Regions from separate parts of the Gossypium hirsutum genome. Here region 2 is linked to region 1. The links are chromatin contacts, called in public Hi-C maps. All regions are on one chromosome and are shown on one strand. The core of a region is the stretch at or near the end of the contact, and the rest is flanking DNA. Distances in the headings are between cores, read along the strand shown.

What was found. A called contact is a pair of places that touch in the nucleus more often than the background predicts.
Region 2: a Hi-C map of fibers shows a contact between it and region 1, with 2.2 times the contacts expected there. The contact joins the enhancer-like site here to the promoter of LOC107893639 in region 1. A contact is called at or near these places in 6 of 34 Hi-C or Micro-C datasets (anther, fibers, leaf and 1 more).

The regions. Positions count from the first base shown.
Region 1 is chrA13:77,316,563-77,322,375 of Gossypium_hirsutum_v2.1, reverse strand. LOC107893639 (serine/arginine-rich splicing factor SR30) reads left to right here and starts at 1,540. Exons shown (of 15, transcript XM_041085012.1): 1 at 1,540-2,365; 2 at 2,659-2,724; 3 at 2,812-2,886; 4 at 2,973-3,078; 5 at 3,159-3,205; 6 at 3,445-3,502; 7 at 3,725-3,774; 8 at 3,900-3,956; 9 at 4,039-4,160; 10 at 4,245-4,343; 11 at 4,696-4,732; 12 at 5,438-5,532. The coding sequence starts at 2,282.
Region 2 is chrA13:77,356,494-77,361,918 of Gossypium_hirsutum_v2.1, reverse strand. No RefSeq gene overlaps it. Among protein-coding and RNA genes, the nearest start is that of LOC121212843, 8.4 kb to the left of the region's middle. Within about 2 kb of position 2,203, at least 2 of the 9 cell types and tissues checked have an H3K27ac peak or open chromatin away from gene starts, as enhancers often do. A contact at or near this core is called in fibers and leaf, where this site is marked.

The DNA.
Region 1 (5,813 bases), core at 291-2,790:
TTTTGCCCCTAGGCCCGTAAAACGATTTTCATCGAATTTCCTCATTAACCAAGCCTAGCTGAAACTGATTTAAGCTTATAGAAACTCTCAATTTCAATTTTTCCACACATTTATCACCTATTTTATAACCTTTACAAAAAGGTCCATTTTAGGTGGTTTCATGAAAAAAATCCTTTCACAAAAGTTGTTAATTAAACAACCAAGATTCATTTTCTTTCATAAAAATTCAACAAAAAAAATGAGTATTCACGTGGCAAAACCCTAGACTCTCAACCATTTTATAAACTAGTCCCTCCATTAGTTAGCTTAAGCTACAAGGGTCATAAAGATACAAAAATTATCAAGAAAGACCTTCAAAAACACTTACTTGCAAGAGAACTAAGTGGCCGAAAGTTTGGGCTCTCAAAAGCCCTATGTTTGCAGCCATTTTCGGTGGATGAAGAAGAAAGATGAAAAGATGACAACATTTTTCCTTTTTGTTTTATTTTATTACTAAATAAGTCACCTAATGCCCACCAAATTTTGACTTTTCAATTTCTTTGTCTCCATGTTCAGCCACTAATTTTTATTGATCTATTTGCTCACTAAGGACCTCTAATTTAGTGTTTATAGCTATTTAACAACATTAGCTTGTAGAACAAATCTTTCGCACTTTATGCGATTTAGTCCTTTTTCGCAATTAAGCACAAAATAGCTAAAATTAATTCACCAAAATTTCCATACACTCATATAATCATGCTATAACACATAAAATAAAAAATAATTTCTCCGACTTCGGATTAATGGTTCCGACTAGGCCCAAAATTAGGGTGTTACATTATTTTTATTTATTGTAAATATATTTATAATATTATATATAAGTCTATAATTTAATTTTTTTAACAATCTCATTATAGGTTTTGATCATATCTACTCTTTTTAACACAATGCCTAGAACTATCCATAGTCTCTCCTCAACCCACAAATAGGAGGATAATGCGCGTCAGCGTACTCGAATCCACATCCACCTGTATTGACAATAATGTCCATGACAATCGAACTAAGATTTAATCGACAAATATATAATTTAAATTGAATCCAACCTAATAATTGAATAACCTAATTCCAAATAATCTACCCCATCCAATCCAAAAAATTGAGTTAATTAACTTAACCAATTGAACCAATCAATAATAAGTGGATTTGATTAGGTCAGTTGACATAGAGATGTCAAAGGTTGATGAGTTAAGTGTATTATATATAAAAAAATCCATCGACTTGAGCGATTACAACTATTCTTTTACTTGACTTATGTTCTTAACAAGGTTGGGTGATAGCAAGAGTTGTAGTTAGCCAATAAAGTAGGTTTTAAATTAGTATTCAAAAATCAAATTAAATTTTGCTAATATATGATGAGCAAAAAAAGTATTAACCCAAGGTTTAATTAGTTATGGTAACCAAATATTCGTTTTTGTCTTGATAATTCTCATAATAACGGGATTTTTTTTGTACATAATAAAAGATAAAAAGGGAAAGATATTTTGAGTTTTGAAGCATATTTCGCTAGTCACTCCATTAGTAGCCTCCTTGAATAAAGATTCATGCTTATGTATTCCAATCCTCCTCAAAGATTTCTAAATAAACAATCTTTCTCCAGACCACAACTGCTCCTACTTAAGAATTCTCATAATGTCAACAACTCAAACGCTTCCATGAAGCAACCATAAAACTCATTCTGTACTCCATTTTCTTGAAGATGTCCTTATTTCTTGTATACAAACTTTTTACTTCTTCAAATTTGATATAAGCCACTAAAAAAATCTAATACAAAAGTGATTTTAGAAGAAAATGATCCATTTTATTACATATTTTAAACTTACAAACCAAATTTCCGTATAGCAAAATAATCACAACAGGCTCAAAACACGTCTGATACTTCCAGGAAGGAGGGGGTAAAACCGTAAAGCAGCTTCAACTGGAAATTTCAAAAAAGAAAGAAATCAAACACCAACACGTGACAAACCATTGCATAGGGTTAAGTTGAAAAGATTCATGTTTTGTCTTTTTTAATTTTCATCGTTTCAAAGCCACCCACGAAGCCCTTCTTCTATAACCTTCCAGAATTATCTATCATCTAAATCCCTACAACCCGACCTTTTCTCTGTATTCTCTGTTCTTCAAATTTTCTTCGAAATTTTCCTATGTCTTGGATGAACCTGTTTATCACTGAAACCGCCATTTTTTTTTGTTACTTGCCTTTTTTGTATTTCTAGATTAAGATTGGGTATTGTTTCAGGGAAAAATGGGCCGTTCAAGCCGCACGCTCTATGTGGGCAATCTGCCTGGGGATACTCGTATGAGGGAAGTTGAAGATTTATTTTACAAGGTTTTCTTTTCCCTTGTTATTCTTAAATCATCATCTATGTTCATTCTTGCAGTATTTTACTAAATAGTTTCAAAAGTTGCTCTAATGTGACCTATTTTTATAGTTTTAACTTTGGGTAGTGGAGATATGGCATAACTAGCTGTGTGAAAAAAAAAAAAAGAAAAGAAAAAAGAGGAAGAAATAATTTTGTTGGATTAATCAATTTTGGGTTTCCAAATTACTGTTTAACGCATTGCTTTATCTTGTTTTGGAGGTTTGCCGCTTGCTTAGTATTTTATGTTTTTATATTGCAGTATGGACCCATTGTTGATATTGACTTGAAGATCCCACCAAGGCCCCCTGGTTATGCATTTGTTGAGGTGAGTTTTAATATTTTGTGATTTGAGGCAAAGAATAATAGGAAATCAGTTTTTAGGTTTCAGTAATCTAACAATTGCATATTGCAGTTTGAGGATCCTCGTGATGCTGAAGATGCAATTCGTGGTCGAGATGGTTATAACTTTGATGGGAATCGTCTAAGGGTTTGTAGCTAATCTTGTTTAGTTCATATATATTAGTTTTATAGCTTTCTGCCTGCCTGATAATGGTTATGATTCTTTATTTTTAGGTTGAACTTGCTCATGGTGGGCGAAGACCTTCTTCATCTGTGGATCGTTATAGTAGTTACAGTGGTAGCAGTAGCCGTGGGCCTTCCAGGCGCTCTGACTATCGTGGTATGTATAGTTTTCCAAATCATCTTTGTAGTTTGGCAAACTGCTGCTGTGTTCTAACCTCATAATCCCTTTATATGCAGTTTTGGTGACTGGTTTACCTTCTTCTGCTTCATGGCAAGACCTAAAGGTGAGTGTTATAACTATTGCTTGTTCTTTACTACTCAATTCCTTTTCTATGCATGTAATTTTTCCTTGATTGTTGCCTTTTTTCATGGCTTTGATCTACATATGTGTAAGTATATGGAAAACGATGATAAATACTAATTATTAAATTAGTTGAAGTTGTGACATGGTCTATGCATCAAGGTTTTTGAAATGCATAAAAGTGTGTTTTCCGTTTTAAATGATTTTTTGTTTTATGACCAGGATCACATGCGAAAAGCTGGGGATGTCTGTTTCTCTCAAGTGTTTCGTGATCGTGGAGGTTAGAATCCTTATCATGCTCCTTAACGCATAAGGACTTCATTCCATAACCATAGGATGAAATAGCTTAGATTCCTCTGGGATTTATGTATTGCTTATCAACATGATGCATTGCAAGTTTGCTCCTGCACATGATTTGCTTCTTGTTTACATTTGTTTGACAGTTATCTTGAGGAAAAAATTATTTGACTTTTATATTAATGTTATTGCGTTTTCTTTGCAGGCATGACAGGGATTGTAGATTACACGAACTATGATGATATGAAATATGCTGTAAGCCACTGTTCTTTAACTTTGTGGACTTTTTAAGTTTTAACTTGTTTACATGGAGTTGGTATTTGTGTATACTTTAACCTAAAAGGCTATACTTCCTCTAATTAGCTATCTTGACTTGGCAGATAAGGAAGCTTGATGACTCTGAGTTTCGAAATGCATTTAGCCGGGCTTACATACGGGTATGTTTGGATGCATTTTAAGTCTTAGATCTATGCTTCTGCGACATTACTTGATAGCGTATCTAATTTTATTTTTTTTCAGGTGAAGGAGTATGATTCAAGATATGATTCTAAGCGCAGCTACTCTAGAAGTCCTAGTCGTAGCCCATATAGTCGAAGCCCTAGTCGCAGTTATAGTTATAGGAGCAGGAGCAGGAGCAGGAGGTGAGTCTCCCTTCGTGAAAATATCTGCTAGAATATTTACTTTTCATCCCATTGAAGTTACCCTTAATTTAACCTATTTTACAGCAAGTCTCCAAGGGCCAAATACTTGCGTCGATCTCTAACGGTATCAAGGTCTGTCTCACCTCGTTCCCATTCAGTGTCACCTGCCCGCTCCTATTCGAGGTATGGCGTAAGTTTAATTTTTTACTTCTTCCTTTTTATGTTGTTGAAGCTTTTTATTTTACTGCAATTCTGCATTTGTAAACTTTATAAGTGAACTTGGTGACATTCTCGTTTTCAATATTCTATGAACTTAAATATTCTCATTTTGTATGAACTTAATACCCAAGTCTTTCTATTCTTCTAGAAGCGAAATAACTTGCATGGTGGGATTTAATGCTGCTGCTCACTTTTTCTGTCTTTTTTACTTCGATTAAAATACTTGATTGATATTGTGTTCCTTTTCTTGAAGAGTCTTGACCTGTATTTTTCATGGTCTTTGTGTGATGTGAAACCTTTTACCTTTTACTTGTAGTTCGGTTGGATGTCAGCTTTCGGCTTGGCAGAAAAAGGTGTGAACTTTAGTTATATTTTAGAGATAGAAGGGCTTAACACCGTTCTACTAGTTTTTACAAGTATCACACTGTTTGTCAAGCTCTAGCTGAAGCAAAACATTCCTTACAAGTACCTAAGTGTGTTTGTAAAATGGTTCTGGATGGTTGCTCCCTCATCAAATTTTGTGCTACTGCTTTCAAAATCATTTAAGTGTCCTAAAGGGGTGATTCAGCTCCCTATTGTAATCCATTCCTTGGTTTGTTTATTGTGAGCCACAGTTTCAGACTACTTCATTTGTAATATTTTCTTGTCTACTCTTTTTCCATTTATTCTTCACGTAGTTTCCCGAATTACACCTTTCTTTGTTTAATCAAATATTTGGATTATCTTCTATCAAAATAATTGGATTATGGAGTCTTATGTTTTTTAATCACCATTCTTCTTGGTATCAACTTGTGCCTGAGAATTTTGGACACCCATAAAAAAAACAGAGTTCTTCAAAATATTTTTGTTTAATGCGAGATCAAAGTAATTAATTTTCCACATTATAGAACTTACGTTGTCCTATTCTGGAATACGAACCCTTATTCTTTACCAGCCTGCAAATTACAGTAAAAAAATACATTTTTTTTCCAAACTGGAGAGGGTAATACAGTAAAAGGCTTACTTGGTTCGCCAGTTATCATACCTTTTTCATAAGGGTTCCCTTGTTTCCTTGCTAGATCTGGCTCTTTGCGGCAATCCGTGGATTGGATGTTAGGAACTTTGATGGGATGTGGTGCTCAAATGCCTGCAACTCATTTATTTTTTGGTTGAGGTAAATTTATTGTTGTTGTAGAGCACCTCCGGGAAAACCATTAAAGGTCTAAAATTTCTGATATGTGATGTATGGAGCGCAAAAAGAGCTAAACTGCATCAGCATGTCAGGATGAGTAGCGATTTTAAAGCGGGATGACTATGATTTAAGTGCTTATACTTTTGCCACTCAATGCTTGACCATCAGGGTCTACTGTCACTCTTTGAATTTGAGGATATGCGTATCTGTGCCCCTATTCAGTGTGGTTTGATCTTTAGCTATCATAATAAGCTTGTAAAGGA
Region 2 (5,425 bases), core at 954-3,453, 39 kb before region 1:
GTAGTTTTTAAAATATCCTTTTCTGGTGACATGAAATTTGATCACATAACCACCGTCAACTAGTGAAGTTTTTCATGCGCAGCTTTGAACACTATACTTGAACCCGTGACTACATAACCACCATCAATTGGGAGCCCAAGTTGCAATGCGACATCTTCTAAGGTGATGGTGCACTCTCCACACGGTAAATAAAATGTATGGATCTCTTAATGTCACCGCATTACCATGAATTTAAAATGTTAAAATTATCACAATGTATTCCTAAAACACCAACATAAATAAATATTTCTCCTCAAATTTCGAACATCCAACAACAAAAATAATTTTTTTCTATTTTCTCCCATTGTACTGAACACTGATTTTTTTTTCTTTTATTTTCTTTTCTCCCGTACTAAACACAAATCTTTCTTCCTCTTTTTTCTTCTAGAAAAAAATTCAACAAAAAACCAAACACTTCAACATATCTAGATTTTGCATCAAAGATGGGGTATATAGTGGGTGGTGTCGCCTAACAGCATGGTAGGATCATCAGTGCAGCTTGATACGTCGGCAACACCACTAATAAATTTATCTATTCCATAAGAAAACACTGATGTTGCCTGACACAGACAACACTTATAAAAAATATTATTTTTCTTATTTTTCTCTGATATTTTTTTTAAATATAACCAATGTCACTTGACAGATCAGTTACACCTATTAAACATTTTTCTACCTATTAAACAAAATTTTGTTCCTTCTTTTTTCCTCCATTGTGAATATTCGTATTTTTTATAGATATTTTAAAAAATATTTAAGTATCATCTGACATAGTAACAACACCCAATTTTTTTAAAAAAATTAATGATTAAATAATAATTAAAAAAAAGAAAGTGATGCCACTGGCAAACATTAACTTCCACTATAACAATCGTCCGTTTGATATTCAAAAACTGCTTAGCAACAGTCGGACAGGTGGGGAATGTTGGGGTGAACCAGAAAAGTTTGGGTAGAGCCGGATCTAAATGTTGGCTAGGTAAGCGTCCTGTAGTAAGAGGAGTAGTTATGAACCCTGTAGACCATCCCCATGGGGGTGGTGAAGGGAGGGCTCCAATTGGTAGAAAAAAACCCGCAACCCCTTGGGGTTATCCTGCACTTGGAAGAAGAAGTAGAAAAAGGAATAAATATAGTGATAATTTGATTCTTCGTCGACGGAGTAAATAGGAGAGATTATTTCTTTCTTCGTCTTTACAAAAACAAAAAAATATATTTTAAAAGAAAAATGGCGCATTCCATATTTTCTCCCTGGTTGATAATAGTGGGTACAATGCAAATAATTTATGCAGCTTCAACATCTCTTGGTCAACGGAATTTTAAAAAAAATAATAGCCTATTCCTCCGTATCTCATATGGGTTTCATAATTATAGGAATTGGTTCGATAACTGATACGGGACTCAACGGAGCTATTTTACAAATAATATCTCATGACTTTATCGGTGCTGCACTTTTTTTCTTGGCAAGAACGAGTTATGATAGAATGCGTCTTGTTTATCTCGACGAAATGGGCGGAATGGCCGTTTCGATTCCCAAAATATTTACGATGTTCAGTATCTTATCTATGGCTTCTCTTGCATTACCGGGCATGAGTGGTTTTGTTGCAGAATTGATAGTCTTTTTTGGAATAATTACCAGCCAAAAATATTTTTTGAGTATAATTTTTCAATTAATATTTTAAGCTTATTTATATAAAAAAAACCAATAAAGACAAAATAATTTTACAAGTTCAAATAAATTTTGGACAAAACTATCTGGACATATGACATCGTCAAAAACTAACAATAATAAGACAGTCCATTAAATTGAAGAACAAACAACTTGCATGTGTGAGCATTCATGCAGACACAAAAAAAAGTTATAGGTTGCAGGACAAAAAATCAAAAGAGAAAGGATTCAGAGTTCTTAAAGGATTCGCTGCCATGTTTGTCAAGAGTTTAGCATGTGACAAAATCATTGTCTAAATGTATGTCTGGTCTTTTGCAGAAGCCTCGAAACCTGTGCATTGCGTGTCCCAGTACACGCCTCCATCCTTCCATCACCATTGCTTGCATTTTAAGGTTCATTTCCCATTCTCTGCATCTATTTCAATTCCCAACACTCACTCGGCCTATCCAATTACCCTTCTTTTTCCGAACCCATTCGTTAAAAGCCCTAACCAAAACCAAGGAAAAAATCCCCCCAGTTTTTAAGGCCCAGTGAATTGAAGCAGCCCAGGTACTGCCATTTTGCTTACCAAAACCAGTCATTTGACTGCCAATTACACCATCTTTGCTTGGCTTTCTTTGACAAATGGGACAGTTGAACCAAGCGTGTGTGTGTTTTCTTCAGTTTCAGACCTTCATTTTGTGCTCCGTACGCTTCTCTCGCCCCAAGTCAACCACGCAAAGTACAATCTGTGTGCATCATTATCATGTTATAATATTAGTCAAAACCCAGACCCATTTCTTCTTCAAAATCACCATTTCCCTTTTGTTTTTGTTTTTTTGTTTTTTTTTTCTCCTGGAAAGTACATTACATTAATCCCCTTTCAGTGGAGAACTCATTCCTTTCTGTGCTCCTCTGTCACTGTACATCTTAGATCAAATAATATAACCCAAAATTGGAAATTTATTCCCATTTCTTTTCTTTTTTTTTTCAAGTACTCGTATATCTACATTCGTTGAAATGTTAAAACATATTTTATAAGGCATCCATTTGTATCCTGTAGAACAATTTATTCACTGGTTAAAAAGATTGACAAACAAATCAATGGATCTAACTTTTTCTTGCAAAATCTGTTGGTTTTACTTCTTACTTAGATATCGTGAATGTAAGAAATTGAACTCATCTCATAATATATTATATAAGGCCCTGCACATATAACTGCAAAACCTACATGTTATCAGAAATATCTTCTCTGCAAATTGATGTTTAACTTGGATGCTTATTTTTTGCGCCAGGAAACACTGAATTGTTTGCGTGAAAGCAAAAAAAAAAAAAGGAAGAAGAATTGATGATTGCAGGTGAAGAGAGGAATGTAAAAGATAAACATATATATGATAGATTACCTTTTTTGTCCTGGTCGACATCTGTAGTTTCAAAGAGGTGAGATGCAGTTGCAGATTCAGTACTGCAATCAGCAATCAGAATGAGAAACTCACGGTGGAGAAGGGGAGCACGTGCAAAGTTCACTTAAACATAGGAACTTGCACGTGCCCTGCTTCTCCAACAAGAGATACTCACCCCCAACCAACCCATCCAAGTAAAGCTTTTCAAGTTCATGAGTTGAGTGCAGAAAGCAAAGGAAGTGACATTTATTTATATACAAGTTTTTCCGAAGAGAGAGAGAGAGAAAAAAAAGAAGAGAGTAATAGAGATTGAGTCTAGAAGTGGGCATTCTTTAAAGACAGAGCTCTGGGGTCTAAGTTTTCATGTATCTATCTATCTGGTTTGTAATTATGAAATTCAGAGATGTTTTAATCTAATTGATATTATGAAACTTTCGAGATGATAATTATAAAAACCACACACTTAATTTAACAAAGATGTGGGGTCCTCTTCCTTGTTGAAATTTCTAAATCTTCATTCATTTTAACTGATACGACCTTGAATTTGACTTAACTGGTTTTTTAAGTGCTTTCTGCCGCCAATACCCATCCCAAATTTATATTGAAACTTTAAAATTCTTGATCTCATCATCAGATAACTTGTTAGCCTGAACTTGGGTTTTCACATCTGTGGTAAAAAAAAAAAAAACATATCTTGACTGTCTTTTATTTAACTCCTGTCAAACTCGAGTTTAATTTGCTGCTTTTAGCATTGTTAAAGCATTGTTAGAAGAGAGAATGGTCCTTTTTCTCTCCCTCTTTTTCATTTTCAGTCACTTAACGTGTCTTGTTGGATAGTTCTAATATGGTATTACAATATTAGTCTTTTATTCTTGTTGTTCAATACCCTCAAGCATGTTTAGATTTTGACAGAGATGGAAACAAGAACCCCAACATGCAAAAAAGTGAAAATTTTGTTATTTGTTATTAAGATCGGAAATAAAGAAAAGGGGGTTGGCAAATGGCAAAGGGCAAACACAGGCGGGTGCAGAAGAGTGTAAGAAAATGCACGTCGGGGGTTGCGTGTTGGACCCAAGTTTTTTATTAAAGATAGAGAGAGAGAGAGAGAGAGAGAGAGAGAGAGAGAGAGAGAGGGGGGGAGGTTTTTTCTTTATCACCTGAAACAATGTGAGAGGGGGTATTAGTCCCTAGGCAGGGGCATAGATAGATATGGTTTCTGGTAGTTTTCATATCTGACCATTTCCATTGTCTTATAAATGTTTTACCAACACAGAAAGTAACCATTTTGATTTGAAAGCAGTGCTGCAATGATTGAACATCCCTCCATCTATCCTCCTTCCCCATTTCTATTTTGTATTGCATTTCAAAAGCCCTTCAACGTTTTTTTATTTAAATTACTCCACATTCATTCCAGATTTTGGTTTGCTCTCATCCGGACTGGAACAAGTTAAGAAGTCATATTTCTTTCTGGAACAAATTTTCCATGAATAAACTCATGCAATCATAAAAGTAACTTCAAAATACAAATCATTACTCAGTCAACATACATGATAATTGATTGAAAATATTATTAGTATCGGTTATCAAGCTAGAAATTTTTAAAATACAAAAAGTAAAAAAAAAAATTAATTTTTAAATTTTTTGGTGAATATAAAATAAAGAATTCACAAAGACTTAAACTAAAACACCTAAAGGAAGTTCAAACAAAAGTATAATTGTCTTTATTTCTGCAATCAATTTTTGCAAAAAAAATTCACAACTTTATTTTTTTCTCTAGGTACATGTAGGATAAGTCATTGTACTGTCATTTCCAACCGTTGATGTATTTGCCTAACCAAAGTTGGATTTGCATTCCTCGAAATATTGTCTTAAATAATCTAAATTGCTTATATGCTATATGTACTAATCAACACTCTATCAAATCCTTGCTCCAATAGAAGAGATAAGCCCTAAAAAATACCCCATAACTCAGCCTTTAATACTGAACATATTCCCAGAAACTTATTAAATCCTAAAATCCAATTCCCCTTCGTGCCACGCATAACCCCTTTGCAGCAGCAAAACTAGAGGCCACCTGGACAGTGCCATCCATATTTAATTAGATCCAATTAATTGCTAATATCGGGTAGGAGTTTGTGCCATTTCTCTTGGTCGCATTCACCTTACAAACAAACACATAATGTTTAGCCCAACTATTTGAGACTTTGATCACTTCGTCAATACTCCATGAGATTCACTGAAACACATGTAAATTTCGGTTTCTCCAAATACGCCAAGCGATTAGTACAAAAAGTCATGACCAATTCATCTCTCCAAACAAAATTTGCAACTGATTCTGCAA